2 separate regions of the Macaca mulatta genome follow, and region 2 is linked to region 1. A link is a contact called in public Hi-C data. All regions are on one chromosome and are shown on one strand. The core of a region is the stretch at or near the end of the contact, and the rest is flanking DNA. Distances in the headings are between cores, read along the strand shown. Region 1 holds the start of CDK2AP2 (cyclin dependent kinase 2 associated protein 2). Region 2 holds the start of RAD9A (RAD9 checkpoint clamp component A).

Region 1 (6,083 bases), core at 590-3,089:
TCAACACCTTTTCAACAGTGTTCAGTTTGAATATGTATTAGAAAACTATAAATAGTGAGCACACGATTAAATGGACATTATTCCTTTTCCTTTCCATTTAAGATTTTTAAAAGTGAATTAATTAAAAGGAAATGTTAAATAGATGGCAAAACTGATGGAGTTTTCCTAATGGCTGGAGTTAGGGAAGCACTGGACTCCGTGGTCAACTCAGCTTCCTTACATCCAGGTCACCTAAGGTGCCCTTCCTGCCCCTGCGGTTATGTCCACGGCTCCACCTCCACTTCCCAGTGAACTCTCCGGCAGAAAAAAAAGGAAAGAAAAAGGCTGGTTCTCAAGCACATGTTGTGCTCTCCCATTTCCTAAGATTTTGCACATGCCAGTCCTTCTACCTGGAGTGTCCCCTCGGTCTCTGCTTCCACCCTCACCTACTCGAATGCCACCTGCTCTGGAGATATTTCTGTGATGCCACCCGGCAGGCCCTTCCTCTAAGTTCCAATGAACCCTGTCCCGTTCTCCCTTGTGGCCACTGACTTACTGCAATGTAAGGAAGATGTTGCTTCACTGTCTCAGAGAATAAGGCCTCCTTGAGTACAGAGGCCATGGCCTGTTCATTTCTTTAACCTCAGGGTTCAGTACAAAGCATGAGATGGAGGAGGGAGTCAGAACATGGTTTTTGTGTGGTTTCTTGGGTTTTGTTTTTGTTTTTGTTTGAGACGGAGACTTGCCCTGTCACCCAGGCTGGAGTGCAATGGCACGATCTCGGCTCATTGCAACTTCTGTTTGAACGATTCTCCTGCCTCAGCCTCCCGAATAGCTGGGATTACAGGTGCCCACCACCACGCCCAGATAATTTTTGTATTTTTAGTAGAGACAGGGGTTTCACCATGTTCGATCACGAGGTCGAACTCTTGACCTCGTGATCAGCCTGCCTCGGCCTCTCAAAGTGCTGGGATTACAGGCGTGAGCCACCGCGCCGGGCCAGAACATGTTTGTTGGATGGATGGATGAATGAATGAATGAATGAATGAATGAATGAATGACTGTCCTGGAGATTAAGATCTACAAAGCTGGGAGCATGAAGGTACACAAGGCCAGAGAAGTCTGAGTTTGGGGAAGGAGCCTGGGAGAAAGGGTTAGTGAGTGGAGGAGGGTCTGAGGTCTAAGTTTATGGCGAATGAGATTTGAGGGGAGGGGTCTGAGTGGTGGAGTGGAAAGGTATGGGGGCCCTGGAGTGGGACAGGAAGCTCTTTATGACTATTCATTTAATCCACACAACCCAATGAGATTGTCATTTTCCCCATTTTACGGATGGGGAAACTGAGGCATACTGAGGTGAGAAACTTGCCTGGGGGAAATCGCTAGTGGGGGTGGTACTGAGATTCGAACCCAGGCGGTTGGCTCCAGTCTGTGCTCTTGACCAATTTGGTCCGGGGCCCGGCACACAAGTAATCCCTGTTTGCCCTACGGCCATTATCACTAACTGAGGCAGCGGCGCGGGGCCTTGGGGGTGAGGGCAAAGGGGTCCTTGAGGTCGCCCTTGGACCTGAGGACAAGCCAAGCCTCAGGAAGAACGGTGCGCGGCGGCATAGATGAAGGGCCCGTTGCCATGGGAACAAACGCAGGCCTCGGGCGGGCGCATGCGCAGATCGGGGAGAGGGTGTTGAACCGGTGAAAGGTGACGTAAAAGCGCACGGGGTGGGGCGCGGGGCTCGGGACGTCAAAGCCCTGCGTCCTTCGGCCCCCGGAGCAGAGAAGCGCGCACGGCAGCGGTGACAGCGGCCACGGCAGCGGCGACAGCAACCCCTGCTGGGCCGAAACTGGGCAGAGCGGAGCAGACGTCTGAAGCAGCGCTAGTGAGGCGCGAGGGTGGCGCCCGCGCCCGGGAAGACACCCTCGGCGCGAACCGGCGGCCCAGCCCCGGGTCCGGGTTCCCGAGGCCCCGCCTCTAGGGCCTGGGGACTAATCGGATTGAAAGCGCGCCGGCCCGGGCCGCGAACTCGCCAATTGCGGAGGGCGGTGGCCACCGCCCAATCCGGAGCAGACAGGTGCGAGGTCCGGAAGGCGGAGGCCAATCGGCGGCGGTTGCGACCTGCTGGGGCAGGTCTCGGCCAATAAGGAGGCTCGAGTGACATCTTCGCCCACCAATCGGGAGTGAGGGAGCATTCGTGCCCGCTCGCCCTTCCGGCCAGACCTCTATTTACCAGGGGCGTGCAGCCCGCTTGCCAATCAGAGCGCGGCTGAGCGGCCCGGCAGCCAACCCCCGAGGAGCGGCCGGCTGGCGTCCGCCGCGCCCAGGAGTTGGGGATGTCCTACAAACCCATCGCCCCTGCCCCCAGCAGCACCCCTGGCTCCAGCACCCCTGGGCCGGGCACCCCGGTCCCTACAGGTGAGGATCCAGCTCCACCCCTGCTCGCCTGCCGGGCGGTCGAGGTCTCGAAGAGAAGACGGCCTGAGTTCTGCAATACTGGGCTTGCCGCCTACCCTCGCTGAGCCTCAGTTTGCTGGCCTGTGAAGTGGGCGTGGTCACGTAAGGGCTTGTAGGTGGAGCGCAGTGGGAGGGATTTGTCCCTGAAGTTGATCAGCCTGGAATGAAGCATCCTTTGGAGGGAATCGGGCGAACCCGGTCCTGGGCTTGGAAAAGCTGGGAGGCGGCGTCCCTGCCCCGCGCTGACCTCTTACTCGCGCCTGTTGCTGCAGGAAGCGTCCCGTCGCCGTCGGGCTCAGTGCCAGGAGCCGCCGCTCCTTTTAGACCGCTGTTTAACGACTTTGGACCGCCTTCCATGGGCTACGTGCAGGTGAGTGGGGCCAAAGGCTTGCTTATGGATGGGGACTGGAGTCCCCCTCCCCGCCAGGTGCCTGAGCTCACTGCCCTGTTCTCTTTTGACATAGGCGATGAAGCCACCCGGCGCCCAGGGCTCCCAGAGCACCTACACGGACCTGCTGTCAGTCATAGAGGAGATGGGCAAAGAGATCCGGCCCACATATGCTGGCAGCAAGAGCGCCATGGAGCGCCTGAAGAGAGGTAAGTGAGGCCAGGCCGCCCTGCTTAGGAAACCGACACTGGACTATCTTCCATTAGGGAAAGAAAGACATCCGGAGGCCACCTGAGCCAAGCCTAGAGGAGGGCCAGTATTACTACCCAGAGAGGTGTTTTGAATCGAATTGAAATTGCGTCCATTTCCAGGGAAGAGCCTGGGAATTTGTACTTCTACAGGGCAACCTTGAGGATTAACCAAACCTCTAATCTCATCTAGCCGTCATTAGTTTGGAATTTCTCTTGCTGAAAGGGGAAAGGGAGTGGGGAGGCAGGGGTCCTCCTCTGGAGGGCAGTGGGTGGGGCTGTGGAGGGTTGCTGAGACCCCACCCCACCACCAGGTATCATCCATGCTCGGGCCCTAGTCAGAGAGTGCCTGGCAGAGACAGAGCGGAACGCCCGCACGTAACAGGAAGCGCCCCGGCCTCAGCGTCTGGACCTTTCCCGGCCACTGCAGAGCACCCGCTTCTCCCTGGCCTTCATCCCGAGTTGCACTAACCATCCTGGGCTTCCTGTCCTGTGTCCCTTGGTGGGTCCCCTCCAGGAACCAAGGAGCGGCTCTCCAGGTGGCAGCACTAAGGACATCCCCCCACAACAAGAGTTAGCAGCGAGGTCCCCATGAGTCCCACCCATGACCTGCCAACAGTGTTGCCCACCGGAACTTTCTGTGGTCCCCACCGCTCAGCCCTTCCCAGCCCTTCTCCCACTTTGTCCCGAGCCTCCTTCTCCCCCAGCAGGGGCTCAGGCCTGGCACCTCACTGCCTTGTGTCCTGAGCCATAGTGACTCTTTTATCTGTGTGTCTTTTGCTAAATATGCCCTTTTTATATTAATAAAAGATGATTTGGAGTTGTGCTCTCAGCTCTGAGCCTTTCTGGGTCTGGTTCTTCAGCTAAACCTGGGTGGGCCAGGCAGAGAAAGGGGAAGAGGAGACTAGGAGTGGGGAGGGTGTGACTAAACAGGGTTTGACTTGCCTCTGTGGGCCATCAGCCTCAGGTGGGAACCGGGCCCTCTCCGCCCCAGCCGTGGCGCTGAGAGCCCTGGGCCTTCCTGTGGTGCCACCAGGGGGCAGCACAGGGCCTGGCTGCTTCCACAGCCCTTGGCGCTATGGGCAGCCTGGGCCTGGAGGGCGCTTCCTCTGGATTGGCGGTGATGCCTGGCAGCATGGAAATGCCAGTTCACGTAAGCCACTCCCTCAAACGCCCTAATGCCCTGACAACACCCCAGCCTCTGAATCAGCCCTGAAGGTCTCTGACTCCTCAGAGAGAACGGGCACTGCTGCTTCCAGCCCTTGGCCTCACAGTCAAGGGGAGGGGCTGGCCGGGTGCTGCTGTCACTACCCCAGCACCTTGTAGCAGGCTGGGTGGGATCCCATGAGCCCAGCCTTGCGGTGCCTCATGAGGCCTTTGCCCAGACTCCGGGTGGCTGGGTGACCAGACTTGTGGACCCGGAAGGCAGAGGTGGGGGAGGCTTTGTGGCCCCATGCAGGGACTAGCCCAGCCACTCAGAGTGACAACCCGCTTCTGCCTGGGCGTGTAGCTGGGTGACCATAGAGGCCTGGGGCCCTGGAGCCCAGCCCTAGGTGGAGGCACGTCAGAGCCGCCAGCTTCTGGCTAGACTGGTGGGGAGGCATTTCCTCTACCCTGGGTCCCAAATCTAAGGACTGGGTGAGAAGAGGAGAGTGGGCCTGGGACCTCCTTTATCAAACTCCACCTTGTCACTGTACACAGGAGGGCTGGGCTAGGGTGGAGATAGGAACTAAGAGTCTTTGGGGACCCCAGTCAGCACTGAGGGACTAAGAAGTGCCAGAATTTAGGCAATGGCCTCTTTCCCACTGCCCGGGGGAAGGAAGGCAGGGGCCTGCCTCCCCGCCTCCTCCGCTGCAGGCGGGGCTGCCCGGACCCCGCCGGGGTGGGGAGGGCCAGCCGGGCCCAGGAAAGGGGCGGGGCGGCCGCAGTGACGCGGCGGGCTGCGGGGAGGGACGGCAGGGGCGCCGGCGGGCGGATCGAGAGGAAGGTCGGGGCCATGGGCCGGCACTGCGCCTCGGGAGGGTCCGGCCACCGCTGGAACCCAAGGCCGGGGCTGGGGGCGCTCCGGGCTCCGACCCACGGGCCGGCCGGCCCTGCCCGGGCTGGGTGAGGGGCGCCCGCCTCAAGCTAGAGGTGAGCCGGGACGTCGGCAGGCGGGCCGAGAGCGCGGCAGGGGACCGGGACGCCGGCGAGCAGAGGGAAGTGGGGACAACGGGGCCTCTCGCTTGCTCGCGGGGTGCGAGTGGGGGATGGAGGGGTGCCTGCAGCGGAACCTCGGTGCCAGTCTGGGGCGCAGGTGGGCGGAGCGGGTCTCCAGGGCCAGGGCCCGTGGGATACCAAGTGGAGCCACTCTGGCCTCAGCCTGAGGAGGGCTCACCCCCCCAGAAGAGGACGGGGTGGCTGCCTAGGCGCGTGGAGAGCCAGCGAGGGCCGGGGGTCCAGGAAGGATGCTGGGAGGGGGAGGTCGAGGACCCGGCTGCCCTGCATGGTGAAGAAGGCAGATCTGGAGGGCGGAGGGGATTCCTAGTCCCCGAAGGTAGGTTCTGGTGCAGGGCATGGGGAACCCTGGCAGAGATGCTGGGCGCACGGGGCCACTCGGCGCAGAGACACTCGGGGAACAAAGCTCTAGGTGGACGTCTGAGAGTGGGGGACCTGGGACCCCGCTGACTCCGGGAAAGGGATGCAGGGGGCGGGTCCCCAAGGGGCCGGTCGCGGAAGGCGGGCCCGGAAGGAGGGGCCCCGGGGCTTCGGAGGGCGCGCCCCCGAGAGATGCCGTTTCCCGGGGTTAGGACGCGGTCGCAGCGGGAGAGGCAAGGTGGCCCTCCCGCCCGCCGGCCGGAGCCTGGCGCTCCGGGGGGCCCGCGTCAGCACGCGGTTGCCATGGCGACGGGCGGGCGGGGGGCGGGGGCTGCGCGGAAAAGAGGTCAGCGCTCAGCCTAGCTGCTGTTCCGGGCCCCGGCAGCGCGGGCGGCGTCGCTGGGCTCGCCTCTGCTTCCCCCGCGGTGGGCCCGGGCATGGGGTC
Region 2 (6,248 bases), core at 3,274-5,773, 120 kb after region 1:
ACACGGTGGACGAGGCCCAGATAAGGTGGCAGGAAGGGGCTGGTTGCAGTGATTGCTCCAACCTGGCAGGTGGTACCGACCATGCAGAGCAGGGAGAGGGCCCAGAGGCAGGACATGGCACTCATGCCGCCCTACAAACCCGGCCTTCAGAAAGAGCCCTGAAATCCTTATCCTCTAGGGATGCCCATTGCTATACAGATGAGATCACATCTGGAATTTGCTTCAAGTCAAGTGGGGACGGGAGCTGCCTCTGCTTTTACATATATTTGAAATCATTCATGAGACAGCGCTCGCTTCAGCCGCTAAAACTGCAGCATGCAAAAGATTAGCGAGGCTCCTGCACAAGGATTAAAAAAAAAACAGAGTAGCTGGGTGCAGTGGCTCATGCCTGCAATCCGAGCACTTTGGGAGGCCGAAGCAGTGGATCATTTGAGGTCAGGAGTTCGAGACCAGCTTGGCCAACATGGTGAAACCTCGTCTCTACTAAAAATACAAAAATTATCCAGGCATGGTGGTGCATAACTGTAATCCCAGCTACTCGGGAGGCTGAGGCAGGAGAATTGCTTCAACCTGGGAGGGGGAGATTGCAGTGAGCTGAGATTGCACCACTGCACTCCAGCCTGGGCGACAGAGCAAGACTCCGTCTCAGAACAAACAAAATGAGAGAAACGACTGCTCATTTTTTAAAAAAAGAGACTGGGGGCCAGGTGTGGTGGCTCATGCCTGTAATTCCAGCACTTTGGGAGGCTGAGGCGGGCGGATCACGAGGTCAGGAGATCAAGACCATCCTGGCTAACATGGTGAAACCCCATCTACTAAAAATACAAAAAATTAGCCAGGCGTGATGGCAGGCGCCTGTACTCCCAGCTACTCGGGAGGCTGAGGCAGGAGAATGGCGTGAACCCGGGAGGCGGAGCTTGCAGTGAGCCGAGATCCCGCCACTGCACTCCAGCCTGGGCGACAGAGCGAGACTCCATCTCACACACACACACACAAAAGGGCGCGGTGGCTCACGCCCATAATCTCAGCACTTTGGGAGGCTGAGGCGGGCAGATCACCTGAGGTTGGGAATTCAAGACCAGCCTGACCAACAAAGAGAAACCCTGTCTCTACTAAAAATACAAAAAATTAGCCAGGCATGGTGGCGCATGCCTACAATCCCAGCTACTTGGTAGGCTGAGGCAGGAGAATCACTTGAATCGGGAGGCGGAGGTTGTGGTGAGCCTAGATCGTGCCACTGCCTGGGCAACAAGAGCAAAACTCCATCTCAAAAAAAAACCAACCAAAAAACCCTAAATGCAGCCCAAGGAATTGGCCCCCCTCTCTACCCAAAAGAGCTCTGAGCAGTGCTGGCTCAAGAGAACCTAGGGAAACAGATGTCAGGACCCAAAGGGACATTCAGTCACCCTGAGAAATAAGCAGGACCTTGGGCCACTTGAATACAAGCAGTGTCCAGCGTGGGACAGGGACAGGGGGAGAGCCCACTCCTCTCTGAACTGGTCCTTGCCAGGGACCTTTGCTTCCACTGGAGTCCCTGTTTCCCTGGCCCCAGACAGCCCCCAGTGCTCGGACTGCCCAGAATGGCTCCACCCACAGCTGATTACTCAGGCAGCCCTCCTGAACCACAACCTTCCCTCCAGCCTCCTGCCCTGGCCTTGGGGACTCCTTGATCCTGGGCAGTCAGGAAAAGAGGCTGCCCTTGAGTGGGGAGCACCTCTGGAAGGATGCCCAGGCCGGAGAAGGGGTGTGAGCCTCTGAGCCACAGGTTAAGGGAAGACCTTCAAGGTTACTCAAGCCAGACAAGAGATTTGGTGGCAGGCCAGAAATCTGCTTCCTAGAGGAGGAATTGGAATGGGTCTGAGCAGCCAGAAAGTCAAGTCAGACCTTTGGGATGGAGAACGAAGGCTCCTAACAGTGAGGAGAATGGAGCAAGGAGGCGCCTGCCCCTCCTCCATGCCACCGTCTGCCTTTAAAGAGCCAGGTAAGGACCTGAGCACATAGCGGGCCATGGGATGTCTTTGAGGTTCACAGAAACTCTGTAGGGAAATGAAGGACATACCTTCTTAAATCAACCCTTGAGGCCCCAAAGAAGGAAGAGAGAGACCTGGAGCTGAGCTGAGGGCAGGGGTGTGCTCACCGTGCTGGGGCGCGGAGCATGTGGGGGCACGAGGCTGGGTCGAAGACGGCCTGCAGGGACTCACAGTCCTGGAAGGACAGGTTGTGAGTCTTCCGCACCCCTGGATGGGCGATAGGGTCTCAGTGGGCCTCGCCGACCTCCCTGCTGAGGCACCCCTTGGCTGTCCGGCTGCCCACTCACCGAACTTGCAGTGCAGCTGGACCACCAGGCGGCTGCTCCGGCCGTTCAGGGAGATGCAGCATTTTTCCACCGTCTTCTCCAGCATCGCCAGTGAGCGGAAGACAGACAGGAAGGACTAAATGGGATAAGACACCTCAGCCTAGCACCGCATCTCTGCAACAAGCTCTCCTGTCCCGTGTAGGCCCACACCAATCATGGGCCCAGCCTGTAACTCTGGGAAAAGGGCTCCCACATCACACGGGACACTGGCATCCTTCTAGGCCTCATTCATGCTCTTCCTTATGCTTGCAATGCCTTGAAAGACCTGCTTACCTTTCTCTTTTTTTTTTATTTGAGATGGAGTCTCGCTCTGTCACCCAGGCTGGAGTGCAGTGGTGCGATCTTGGCTCACTGCAACCTCCGCCTCCCGGGTTCAAGCAATTCTCCTGCCTCAGCCTCCCAAGTAACTGGGATTATAGGCCCCCACCACCACACCCGGCTAATTTTTGTATTTTTAGTAGAGACGGGGTTTCACCATGTTGGCCAGGGTAGTCTTGAACTCCTGACCTCATGATCTGCCCACCTCAGCCTCCCAAAGTGCTGGGATTACAGGTGTGAGCCACCGCACCCGGCCAAAAGACCTGCTTACCTTTCTTGACGAACTTGAGCCTCACCACCCTCTCAGGTCCCCGCTGTGATGCTTTTACCAAGGCCCTCCCTGTGTTTTGCATGGATTGGACTTGCACGTGTCTCTCTCCCCACTTAGCATCTACTGAGTACCCCAGGGCAGAGGCACAGCTAGTGGAGATTCCTGGGATGGGGCAGTGCCACTGCTGAGGGAAGGGCCTCACCTTCATCAGGATCTTACAGCGCAGCAGGTCCTGACCAGGGGTTGCTGCCTGGTATTGCTGGAAGAAGAGCGGAGCAAAGAGAAAGCAGGCATAGGCAGAGCGGGAGGAGTTCACCGTCCGGAGGGAGAGCTGGGCCACGAAGAGCAGGGAGAGGGACGTGGTCAGGGGGCAGCCACAGACCCAGCCCTCCGGCTGCTTCTGCTCACACACTTGCTCTATCGTCCTCCCGCTCTGCCACCACCTGCTGAAACCCTCCTTCCACATGAAGCCTTCAGAGTCGGCCTCGGGGCTGCTGCCGCAGAGGAGCGGTCGCACACCCAGGCCTACCCCGAGTTTCTCTAAGGGCACGTTACCCCCTGGGAGCTCACAGGAGGCCAGCTTGCAATTCACACACCGGCCTGGGAAGATGACAGGCGCTAGGCTGAGAAACTGAAACTCTGCCGACAAATCTGCCAGCGGTCATCCCGCCTAGTGGGGGCGAGACTCGAGTCCGGGTTACCCGCTCCCGGCTGGAGTCCCACCCGCCCCCCCACACCCCAGCCCCTCACCCCGTCCTCCAAGGGTTCCAGGTAGAGCTCGTCCCCGATGCGGGACAGGGAGTGGACGGCCTTGCCGAGCACTGCGGGGAGGAGAGCGGAAGGGGGTTAGGCTGGCGGCTCCGCGGCTCCTGCACCGCCGCTGCCAGGCCGACCCGCACTCACCCTTCACGTTGCCGCCCGTGACCAGGCACTTCATGCTGCCCCAGCGCCCAGCCAGCGGCCAGCACTACCCCACACTCCGCGACCTCAGAGCCCGGGGTCCTTCCCGCGCACCGCCCCTGCCAGCCCCTCCCCCGCCTCCCCATTGGTCCACACGCAGGCGCCTCCGTCACGTGAGAAAAACGTTCACAGGCTCCGCCGTCACGTGACGGCGCACGTTGCCCCGGGTGTCACGTGACCCGGGAGGCCCGCGGCGCCCGTCAGCTGCTCCTGGCTCTCCAGGCACGCCTCGGCCTTCAGCGCCCTTGGAGATCGGGGCGTCCCGCGGGCCGCGCATCGGATCGCGAAGGGCAGAGAGGACGCAGCTCTGGGGCGCGAGGTTCCTGTGCAGTGGACCGAGCGCTAGACTCGGAGTCCGAATGTGGGTGCGAGCTCTCTGGGGTCACCCACTGAGTAGAGTTCCCGGGCGTCTGTCGGAGGATACACGGTGCAAGCAAGACCATCGCACCCACTCTGGGCCGGAGACTCGAACTCCAGCAGCAATCCCCAACTCTAGAAAGAGGTCAAAGCAGCTTGCTTGCAGCAGCTGGGAGTGGGAGGTGGCTGCTCCTTCTGGCTTCGAGGATCCTTGAAGGAAAAACGGCAGCTTCTCCAGGCAGAAAGGGGTAGAACGGTGCTCCTGGCAGAGGGAGGAACAAGAGTAAATGCTCAGCGGTGTGGGCTCCGCCCCCTGGAGAGGGGAGTAGGTCTGTGAGTCTCAGAGAGGCTTAGGGGCCGCCAGATGATGAGGGGCACCGCTGGGACGCTCTAGAAATGTTTTACGAGGGTAGATCGTGGTTATGTGCCTTTTTTTTTTTTTTTTTTTTTCCCCGAGACATATTCTTGCTCTGTCACCCAGGCTGGAGTGCAGTGGCGCGAACACGGCTCACTGTCGCCTGGAACTCCTGGGCTCAAGGTATCCTCCCACCTCAGTCTCCTGAGTATCTGGGACCACAGGCACACCCACCACGCCCGGCTTTTTTTTTTTTTTTTTGTAGAGACGGAGTCTTGCCATGTTGCTCAGGCCCGTCTCAACTCTAGGGTTCAAGATATCTTTCCGCCTTGGCCTCTCAAAGTGGCGTGAGCCGCTGCATCCGGCCTGGTTTTTTTTGGGTTTTTTTTTTTTTTTTTGGTCTTTTTTTGTGTGGGGGGTTTTTTTGTTTGTTTTGAGATAGAGTCTCGTTCTGTCGCCCAGGCTGGAGTACAGTGGCACGATCACGCCTCCCAGGTTCAAGCGATTCTCTTGCCTCAGCCTCCCAAGTAGCTGGGATTACAGGCGCCTGCCACAAGGCCTAGCTAATTTGTGTACTTTTAGTAGAGACGGGTTTCGCCATGTTGGCCAGGCTGGTCTTGAACTCCTGACCTCAAGTGATCTGCCCGCCTTGGCCTCCCAAAGTGCTGGGATTACAGGCATGGGCCACCACGCCCAGCCCGGGCCTGTGTTTTTAAAAGACCTCAGACTGGCCGGGCGTGGTGGCTTATGCCTATAATCCTACCACTTTGGGAGGCTGAGGCGGGCGGATCACCAGGTCAAGAGATCCAGACCATTCTGGCCAACATTGTGAAACCCCTTCTCTACTAAAAGTACAAAAATTAGCCGGGCGTGTTGGCGAGCATCTGTAGTCCCAGCTACTCTGGAGGCTGAGGCAGGAGAATTGCTTGAACCCGGGAGGTGGAGGTTGCAGTAAGCCGAGATCGTGCCACTGCACTCCAGCCTGGCGACAGAGCGAGACTCCATCTCAAAAAAAAAAAAACCAGACTGTGTGCCAGGTGGGGATGCATCAGCTGGAAGGTCTTCCCCTTCTCCTGGGCCTCCAGGTCCAGGTGAGTAAAATGTAAGGGAGTCCTAGAGAAACTCACTGACCCCTATTCTCCCCACAGTACCAAGGCTCTGGTGGTTCTTTGAAGGGCCCAGGGCATCCCTGTGTTCCCGTAGGGCCTGTCTGTGCCTTGCCCCTCAGATCCTGTGGTAGTGGAGAAGATTTATTTGTCTCTGCACCCCTTGCTCTCCAGACCCACTTTCAAATGAGTTGAATTGATACATAATAATTGTACACATAGAGAGAGTACAGCTGACATTTGGATACATGCATACACTTTGTTTCTCCCTCTCTTTCCGCTCCCCTGGTCTCCAGCCCTGGCCCTTTCCGTGGAGTCCTGGGGGAGGAGGTAACTCTTCCCTTCCCCTTCCCAGGGGATCCATAGAAATAGTGCCCCCTGTCCCTGGGCATCCGGCTCAGTATGCTGGGAGTCATCCTTGACCTCATGCTCGCCCTCACCCCTACACAATCTTTCAGTTAAGTCCTGACCACTCTGCCTCCCAAACAGGTGGTAACTTAACAGGTGGCAGCTTTGCCCTCCTCT

Evidence for each region. Hi-C and Micro-C count contacts between places; a contact is called where the count stands out from the background.
Region 2: a Hi-C map of liver shows a contact between it and region 1, with 1.9 times the contacts expected there. The contact joins the promoter of RAD9A here to the promoter of CDK2AP2 in region 1. A contact is called at or near these places in 2 of 14 Hi-C or Micro-C datasets (fetal cortex germinal zone and liver).

What each region holds. Positions count from the first base shown.
Region 1 is chr14:6,872,284-6,878,366 of T2T-MMU8v2.0, forward strand. It overlaps CDK2AP2 (cyclin dependent kinase 2 associated protein 2), which reads left to right and starts at 1,840. Exons shown (of 4, transcript NM_001266586.1): 1 at 1,840-2,386; 2 at 2,698-2,795; 3 at 2,890-3,022; 4 at 3,376-3,871. The coding sequence starts at 2,305. The coding sequence ends at 3,443. It overlaps PITPNM1 (phosphatidylinositol transfer protein membrane associated 1), which reads left to right and starts at 4,114. Exons shown (of 25, transcript XM_077961983.1): 1 at 4,114-4,214.
Region 2 is chr14:6,989,594-6,995,841 of T2T-MMU8v2.0, forward strand. It overlaps RAD9A (RAD9 checkpoint clamp component A), which reads right to left and starts at 4,524. Exons shown (of 10, transcript XR_013403509.1): 1 at 3,849-4,524; 2 at 3,148-3,276; 3 at 2,318-2,432; 4 at 2,138-2,237.